Linked DNA regions of Oryctolagus cuniculus: region 1 is linked to region 2. The links are chromatin contacts, called in public Micro-C maps. All regions are on one chromosome and are shown on one strand. The core of a region is the stretch at or near the end of the contact, and the rest is flanking DNA. Distances in the headings are between cores, read along the strand shown. Region 1 overlaps RBPMS (RNA binding protein, mRNA processing factor). Region 2 holds the start of LOC138848503 (collagen alpha-2(I) chain-like).

What was found. A called contact is a pair of places that touch in the nucleus more often than the background predicts.
Region 1: a Micro-C map of ear pinna shows a contact between it and region 2, with 2.2 times the contacts expected there. The contact joins the enhancer-like site here to the promoter of LOC138848503 in region 2.

What each region holds. Positions count from the first base shown.
Region 1 is chr2:80,537,516-80,542,241 of mOryCun1.1, forward strand. The region is part of intron 4 of RBPMS (RNA binding protein, mRNA processing factor); the gene reads left to right. Among named protein-coding and RNA genes, the nearest start is that of RBPMS, 110 kb to the left of the region's middle. Within about 2 kb of position 2,341, at least 4 of the 8 cell types and tissues checked have an H3K27ac peak or open chromatin away from gene starts, as enhancers often do. A contact at or near this core is called in ear pinna, where this site is marked.
Region 2 is chr2:80,424,940-80,429,333 of mOryCun1.1, forward strand. LOC138848503 (collagen alpha-2(I) chain-like) reads right to left here and starts at 2,120. Exons shown (of 2, transcript XM_070068518.1): 1 at 1-2,120. The coding sequence starts at 2,120. The coding sequence ends at 1,350. It overlaps RBPMS (RNA binding protein, mRNA processing factor), which reads left to right and starts at 2,235. Exons shown (of 8, transcript XR_007918162.2): 1 at 2,235-2,582.

The DNA of each region.
Region 1 (4,726 bases), core at 1,091-3,590, 110 kb after region 2:
CCTGTGCTCTTCTAAAACGCCAAGGTCACGAAAGACGAGGACTGAAGAAATTTTCCACATGAAAGGAGACGAAGCAGATGGGTGTGATTCTGGATTGCGTTCTGGATCAGGAAAATGAAGAGGTGTCCTTGATTTTAGGAAACCAACTGAAGTGGAGGGTACGGGGCATCCTCCTTGTAATTTACTATCACACAGTCAAGGGCAAAAAGCTCCACAGCTGTGTAAAAGGAAGAGCCTGCAGCTTTTCTATTAATATGACATTTCCGAATAAAGCTTAAAAACAGAAAGAAAAGACTGACCGGCCGGCGCTGTGGCTCACTAGGCTAATCCTCCGCCTTGCGGCGCCAGCACACCGGGTTCTAGTCCTGGTCGGGGCGCCGGATTCTGTCCCGGTTGCCCCTCTTCCAAGTCAGCTCTCTGCTGTGGCCAGGGAGTGCAGTGGAGGATGACCCAAGTGCTTGGGCCCTGCACCCACATGGGAGACCAGGAGAAGCACCTGGCTCCTGCCTTCGGATCAGCGCGGTGCACCAGCCACAGCGCGCTGGCCGCGGCAGCCATTGGAGGGTGAACCAACAGCAAAGGAAGACCTTTCTCTCTGTCTCTCTCTCACTGTCCACTCTGCCTGTCAAAAAAAAAAAAAAAAAAGACCGACCTTGCTGGCTGGGTGTTGTTCTGCCCCGGCTCTGCTACCCCTCCGTGGGAAATCACGTATTCTAGATCTCTCCCTCTTTTCGTTTTTAAATCTCTAACGGATCTTATCAATTATGACTTTAAGAAATAAAAAGGGGGACAGTGTGGTGCATAGGGCTAAGCTGCCACTCAGGATACCCACATCCCATATCCAGTGCCTAGGATGGAGTCCACCCACCCTTTCTGATCCACCTTCCTGCTAAGGTACATGGTGGCAGGCAGCAGGTGTTACTGCTCCAGCCCTTCAGTTCTTGCCACCCATGTGGGAGGCCCACATGGAGTTCAGGCTCCTGGCTTTTGGATATTATAAGCATCTGGGGAAGTGAACTGAGATGGAAGATATCTGTCTCTCCTCCCACCCTGTCACTGTGCATTTCAAGTAAATAAACATTTTTTAAATTATGTATGTATATAAAAATTTCAGACAAAATTGTACAGAGATGTGTACCTCCTGCCCTCTGTCCCCCATCATGTTGGTCACCACATGTTACTAGTAACAGACTGATTGTCCCATTTATGGCCTTTTAAAATAAGTGTGCCCAGGTCTGCCCCAGTCTCACCAGTTTTTTTCTGTAAACGGATGATTTTGTTGCCTCTAAATCTCCTTGTCAAGGACTGATAGGCTAGCCATTTGGTTTTTGTTTTGTTTTGACAGGCAGAGTTAGACAATAAGACAGAGACAGGTCTTCCTTCCGTTGGTTCACCCCACAAATGGCCGCTACGGCCCACGCACTGCGCCAATCCAAAACCAGGAGCCAGGTGCTTCCTCCTGGTCTCCCATGCGGGTGCAGGGCCCAAGCACTTGGGCCATCCTCCACTGCCTTCCCGGGCCACAGCAGAGAGCTAGACTGGAAAAGGAGCAACTGGGACAGAACTGGCACCCCAACCAGGACTAGAACCCAGGGTGCTGGCACCGCAGGCAGAGGATTAGCCTAGTGAGCCGCGGCGCCGGCCTGGGCTGGCCATTTGTGAGGACCCTGGGGTAGCCGATAGTTTGCAGAGCTATCGAGGTGACTCAGCCCTGGCCACCTCCATTTTCGTTACCTGCACACTCACGCTTGATATTCCCAGAAGAACAAACACATCTCATCACTGTGGGCAGCATCTGTCCCGGACATAGTAACCATGCTTCCGTGCAGGACACTGAGACCAACCCCCAGGGCCCTTCCCACAGAGGGACCAGCAGGTGGGCCATCGCACTGGAACCCCCCTGCCTGCTTCACGCCTGATCTGGGTCTGCCCCTCCATGGAGCTCATCTTTTCCTGCCACTAGTAGCGCCCTCCACTGGCAGCATCAGCACTCCCTGGGAACGTGTTGGAAATGCAGCTGCTCAGGTTCCAGCCCACACAAATCACAGAGGCGAATGTTTTGGGGGTGGGGGCGTCCCAGTGCTCCTTAGCAAGTCTCCCAGTAGGGCCCACGAGGTCCTTTATTATCTTCCCCCAGCCTGCTGGTGCAGCCATCTGCCTCTGGCCGCCCCCAGCACACATCCTCGCTGCATCCTGTCCCATAGGAATTTGCTGAGCCCTTTCCTGGACTGCCACCTGTTGAACTTCTGCTCTTCCCATGGCTCCCCAGGCCTTTTCTGCCCTGCGCAAAGCTGTCTGGCATCACCTTAGATACACAGGCAGCCATTATGTTGTTGGCCATGTTGTCTTCTCCATGGCTTGGCCTTGGGCGGAGAGCTCACCATCTGCCAAGCCTGGATTGGTTGAGCCAGTTGGCAGTCAGCGTAGCCGGTTGGTCACACCCAGCTGTTTGCTGGTAACGTGTTATCCTGAAGTTCATGTATTACCGATTGTCCATGCGTAGATAAGGAAGAGGAAGGTTGTCACTTGGCAGTAACCTTATCCTACAGCATTCGGTGTGAGCGTACTGTAGCCAGAGAAGACGCTCGCTAGGTTTTAATTAAAAGCACAAGGCATTTCTTTTTCATGACTGCTTCCTGTCTGCTTCTTCCTCTCCCCTTGTCTTCCTCTTCTTCCACGCTCTCGCTCCCCCTGCACCTCTCTGTGTCCTCCTCCTCCTCCTCTTCCTCCTCCTCTGGCATTTAAACAGTTTTTGGCTTCACTGACCTCTACGGATAGAAACTCAGCGGAGCAGGATATTGGTTACCAAATATGGTGTTGCTGGTAAAGATGTTGGAGGAATGTGGCTTGTATTCTAAGCCTCTGCCTCTGCATAAGCTGCCAAGCAAATTAGGTCATTTTAACTTTTGGGTTTTTTTTTTTTTTTTTTTTTTTTAAACGAGGATGCTGGAACTTTGCTCTGGAACATGCTGTTGTTGTTATTTTAGCTCAGACAAGATGAGGGGGGCGGGGAGCGGACCAGAGCTTTCTGATGCAGACTGCCAGCCCAGGTTGTGTCCCGGGCGAGCTCGAGTGCGGAGCCTCGGCTGACTCCGGAGCGGCAGATGTGCAGCCTTGCTGTGGGAGGCGCGGGGGTCCCAGGGGACCACGGCCAGGCCCCAGGATGCCCTGCGCTGCCTGGCTGCTGCGTCACTGTGCGCTTGGGGCTCCGGGGTAGCTTCTGCTCGGGGAGGGTGAAACAGCCGGCAGGCCAGCACTCTGTGTGTCTCAGCACGTGGAGGTGGAGGCCCGCGTCTTTCCCAGGGGCCGCGCTGCACAGGCCCAGCTCTTCAGCGCCATATTTGGAAATCCTCCCCTGGGGATCACAGTCCTAGCTCGGAAGCCCTGTGAGAGGCCTGGCGGTGGGCGCAGGCCAGAGCTGGTGCTGTGTCACAACACAGCCCTGTCTCTTCCCTTCTAGACAGTCCTGGTCTAGAACTTACGGCACCGAGCTCCCCCGCTAGCACCCCAAAAAGGAGCATTCACCGAGAACTCACTGCTGTGTTCTTCGGCCGCGGGGACATCCCGTGTGGCAGCGGGGAGACCTGTGCATGGGGTCTCCCCTCCTCCCGCCCACCACCCTCTGGTGGTTCCCTCTCAGAATGCTTCACTCCAGACCCTGAAGAAATCCCCCCCCCGGAAGGTGGGGCTCAGGTGCTGTGGCTGTGACACCTGAGGACCTCTCTCCTCCTCCCCCACCCCTGGCTGCCACCTCTCACTGCCTATACTACGTCGTTCACAGCCTTATCTTTGGGTCTTTGAAGCTGAGCCTGTGACGTGCAGAGTCGCCCAGTCCTGGGCTACGGAATGAGAAGTTCTTACTCTATCCTTGAGGACATCCGGTGCCCTCAGGTCCATGTGTGTACAGGGCTGGGCCAAGCGGAAGCCAGGAGCCTGGAACTCCATCGGGGTCTCCCACGTGGGTGGCAGGGGCCCAGGGCCATCTTCTGCTTTCCCAGGCACGTTAGCAGGGAGCTGGGTCGGAAGCAGGGTAGCTGCATTCGGATACAGGATGCCAGCAGCTTAACCTGCTGTGCCTGAATCTTGTCTTTTAACAGTGTCAGTGGTTGGTTTTGTTGAATGTGATTGGTTTTTGCTGAACTGCAATAATAGGATCAAGGGTAATTGGCAATTACTGTTCCCTTTGGCCTGTGTAATCTTTCTGCAGCCAGCAAGCCAACTCTAATCAAAGTCAGAGCTTTGCTACAGCAAGGCATTTAGATTTTATATGAGTTTATAAGCTAACTGGAATCAAAGGACATTTGTTACATTGAAATCTGACAGCCATTTCATTCCTGTCTCCTGAGGAACGCAGAGTACTTGTGTTACCGTTATAAAGTTCCGTGATTAGACAGGGGGTGGGAATCTTGTTCTCCACCTATAGGCAATGAAGAGCACTGAGAAATTAACTCTGTTGTCCTTCAGTGTGTGGACGCCGGTGGCCGCCCCAGCCTCCTGGATACCAGGTGTCAGAGCTACACAGTACTTCGTTCTCGTGGGATCAGTCACAGTTTTCATTCTTGCTGGTGGCCAGTTCCTCAAAGTTGTTAATGGTGCTAGGAATTTGCTGACCCAAAATTTGAAAATTGAACCAGAAAGGTGTTTTTTTTTGTTTTGTTTTTTGTTTTTTTTTGTCTCCCAGAAAAAAGGAGTTTGTTGAAAATCCCGGTAACTGAAGTTTGTAATT
Region 2 (4,394 bases), core at 870-3,369:
TCTGAGTTTGGGAGGGAGCCACACTTCGCTGGGTTGGGGGGGGGGGTCCCCCAGGATCCTGAAGTCATACAACATAACCCACCTTCTCCGAAGTGAGGCCTGGCTGGAGACATCAAGGACCGGCTTAATCGTCACTTTCCTTGGGGTTTGTCAGGCTCAGCAAAAGGGGGTTTGGTTCTGTCACAGGCAAGAGTGGAGAAGGGCACAGGGCCCAAGACCACCGCTCAACTATTGCTCAGGAAGATATCGCCCCCTCGTGGTTCCTCCTCTAACTGAGGGAGGAGCAGGCCGCGGACAGGGCTGCCAGCCCAGGCCAACACATCAGAAGGCAGACACAGCTTCCGGACTCCCCGTAGCCTCGCCCCTCGGAACATCTTCAGCTGCGGCTTCAACAGCCTCCTCCTAGGTTATTCTCATCGATGTGCAATGCACCTTCATTCCCAGAGAGATCGGTGACACCGTGGCAGCAGTTAGAGAAAAACTTTTTTTTTTCCCGGATAGAAAACTTTTCTTTCAAAATCTGCAGACCTCAAAGAACAAACCCGGTACATACCATGGTATTTCAAAAAAGCTCATGGAAAGATGGAATGAAAATATACATTTACCAGGCTGCAAAAAATTGGGGGGGGGGTTGGAAATTCATGCATAGTTTTTTTTCATAGTAAGCATTTTCCATGAACTTTGTGAAACTCTCTTGTAAATCCAAGAAGATTATTGAATGGCCCTTCCTGATCCCCTTAAAGCAAAAGATGTTTGTGCTCTGCCAGGATGTTGTTGCTTTGGAGTTGTTCCTGGTATCTGGTCTCCACAACTCCATTTTCAGCTCCCTACAGGCAGGGTCTTATCTTCTGCTGTCACCCCCACCCCCACCAGCACTCAAAGCTGTATAAGCTCTGGAGGGGGGAGGGGAGGCAAGATAAAGGGCAGGCCAGTCAATAAATAGAAACTGTGATAGGTGCTGTGCAGGAAGGAATTCCTGGGAGCGGGAGGCGGCGCTGAACGAACTAGTTGCGAGTTGTAAGGTTATACATTTGTAGCAGTCAAGTTTAGACGCATAACTGGACCCATAAGACAAAAGGCTCCAGGCCCAGAAGAAATGGAAATTTTCTTCATAATGATGTTAGCATCCATGTTGTAAGCCTACAGCGGGCAGGAGGGTGTGAGGCGTGCCCCCCACACTCCGGGGTAACTGCACCCATTTCACGGACGAGAAAATAAAGTAGGCAGTCCCCCAGAGGCGCGGCGGGAACACTAGGCGGGCGCCTCGCTTTGCCCGAATGCCTTGACCCTCCAGGGCTGCCTGCCAAGACTCGTTTAGAAAAGTGCCCACTGTGTGCCGGGGGGCTCATTTAAACAGCCGCGGGATTAGCCGGATAAACAGGGCTCGGTCTCCTTTGCCAGGAAGGCGCTCCCCAAAGAGAGGCCAGGTGAACAATCAACTCCAGAGCGGGCCGGCGGGGGGCTCGCGGGGGGCTCACGGGGGCCCGGCTGTCCCCGGCGTTCCTCCGTCCCGGGCCTCCAAGCCCTCGCCCCGAGGGCGCGACCCGCGTCTCAGCCCCTACCGGCGAGGAGCCCGGGGGCGCGCAGCTCCCTCGTGGAAAGCAGGCAAACAAAAGTGGCACATCCCAGCCCCCGGTCCGCGCACGGCCAGGGCCCGGCTCCCCGAAGCCCCCTCTCCGAGCCGGGGCGCGGGGGACGCCGCGTGCGCCCGGGGACCCGGCTCTCCAGCCTCCCTTGCTCAGCCCGCCCGGCCCTCGCTCTGCCGTCGAGCCGGGGCCGGGGTCGGCCGCTTCCGCTCCGCGCCGCCGCCCCTCCCCGGCGCGCGCCATCCGGCCCGGGCCGCGCCGACTCCGCGGCCCCTCCTCCCGCCGGGGGGCTTCGGCGGCCCCCGTCCCGTCCCTGCGGGCTGACGGCGGCAGCCCACGTCCAGGGAGGGCGGAGGGAGGCGGAGAGGGAGGGGAGAGCGGAGAGGGGAGGGAGGGAGGCGAGAGAAAGGAGCTGCAGCGGACTCGGACTTCCCAAAGCCGGCCAGGAGCGCGCAGCCAGCGGCTCTCCGCGTCCCAGCGTCCCAGCCGCGGCCGGCGCCTCCTCCTCCTCCTCCTCCTCTCCGGCCGCCCCATCCCTTCCTTCCAGCCTCGCTCTGCTCCGGCAGCGGCAGCCCCCAGCCCCAGCTCTCCGCGCTCACTCCTGGGACGCGCGCCCTCGCCCCATCCTCTCTTCCTCCCTCCCTCCCTTCCTTCCTTCCCTCGCGCCCGCCCTCCCGCCCCAGGTCTCCCTCCCGGTCGCGATTGTCTCCGCGCCCCGCTCGGCCGGCCCGCGCCCGCGCCCTGCCCGCACTTCCTCCCCGAGTCGCCCGCCGCCGTCGTCTGCGCGCCGCGGGAGCCCAGCCCGAGCCTTCGCAGCCCCGCGGCGCCCGCCCGAGGCAGCCCCGGCGCCCCGGGGAAGGCAGAAGCGGGCGAGCGCGCCCTCGCCCAGCCCCGCGCCCCAGCCCTGCCCGGCGACGAAGGACCGGGAAGATGAACAACGGCGGCAAAGCCGAGAAGGAGAACACCCCGAGCGAGGCCAACCTCCAGGAGGAAGAGGTAGCGGTGGCCCGGGCGGGCGGCGGGGCGCGTCCGGGGGCCGGCGCGCCGTGGCCCCGGCTGGGTGCGTCTCCAGGGCGCGGGTTCTGGGGGTGTCCGCGCACCCTGCGCTGCGTGACTTGCAGAACTTTGCGGAGACACCCTCCAAGTAGAATGCTCGGCTTTGTGTGCCCGGGATTTTAAAAGCGGAATCGAGAGCTGACTCCTGGGTGACCTCAGGTTACTGGGACCCGAGGGTCAGGGCTTCTCTGAGCGCCAGGGGCTGGAAGCCGGCGGGAGGGAGTGCGTGTGTCTGTGTGCGTGCGTGCGGGCGGCTTTGGGAAGGAGTTGGGGAGAAGCTCTGTTAGGGGCTGGCGCTGGCGCCGGTGTGAAAAGTTCTTGGCCAAGTCTCTCCGGAGCCGGGGCGTGTGTGGATTCATCGATAACTCGCCGCCCGCGAGGCGGGAACCCCCGAACCCCGGGCTGTGGTAGACTTCGGGGGCGGGGTGTGGATGTGGGGAGCAGAATGAGAGGGGCCGAAAGCGTCGCTCCCGGAATGCTGGCCAGGACGCTGCGGTAGGACTTTGATTTGGGTTGTGCGTCCGGGATCCTGGAGGGGAGACAGCTTGCAGTTGGGGGGCACTTGCCTTTGGCAAACGCGAAGCCGAGGAAGTGTGGGGAAGGGGTGTGCGGGACGCACGTTCCAGAACTCCGTAGTTAGGGGATGATTGTGGGGTTTCTCAAATGACTGTTCCCGCAGCCCCAGAAACAGTGCCTCCGCTCACTTGCTGAGTTCCCTCGAAGTTGGGGCTCTCAGCCTTCCGCCAAGAGCTCGCGCGCGTGTGTGCGGGAGCCAGAGAGCGTGCGGTGCGCGCGGGCGGCGAGGCGGTGCCGCAGCGCCGGGCCCGAGAGTTGGAAGTGGACCTCGTGCAGGAATCCCTCAGCCCTTTTAAGTCGTCCACGTGTAAAATTGGAGCTATTTAATTAAATAGGAGAGACAGGCGAAGACCATGCAAAACAATGCAAAAGGTAGCGCCGTGGAGCAGCGTTGTCACCTGGGTGAGTTAGTAAGCTGAGAATTGGCTCCTGGAGGAAATCGCCTGTTTTATGACAAAGCTTTATTTTGAAAAGCTGTTTGCCCCTTCTTGTTTGGTGCCTGCAAATGTAGGACTACTCGTGACAGTGCTTTTAAAAAGACACCAAGGCTGGAATTCCAAATTCCACTTTCTGGCTTCTCTACTGTTTAGTTTATTTTCCCTGTCCTTTAAAAACTGAAAAATGATGGCAAATTTGCATTTTCAGGAATTGGCATGTGCAGCTAATTCACTTAACCCGTCAAGAGAATCATTGCTTCAGAAACCTTTCTGTTCCACTTAGAGTGGCAATCTGGCCGCTCCTAAGTGTGAGAGTGTATCTTGTGAAACAATCTTTCTCTGTTAACCAGTTGAGGAAACTTGTAGTTAAGAGAAAGTTCATCAGACTGCAGATTTTTTTCTTTTTCTTTTGGTAGTAGCAAAATGGGCTCAGGTGTCTCGAAAACCATATCCAATTAACTTAAAATCGAATGGACGACAGAAGTCAGATTTTTCTCTTGACCCATGCCAGGTGAACTGCCGCCAGGATTTGCCTGGATGGGCTCGGTTATCGCGAGGTTGTGGGTCCCTGTGATCAGAGGCCATCCAAGTCGCAGGCATTGCTTCTAGTTTCCCCAGCAGCGTTCCTTTCCGGGTGGGAAAGGCGTGGGCTCCTCCAGGTGTAGGTCTTTTTAGCAAAACGCTTGTTACTTAAAAAATAAGACAGGAGGTAGGAAGGTTTCAGAACCCAGGTTGTATA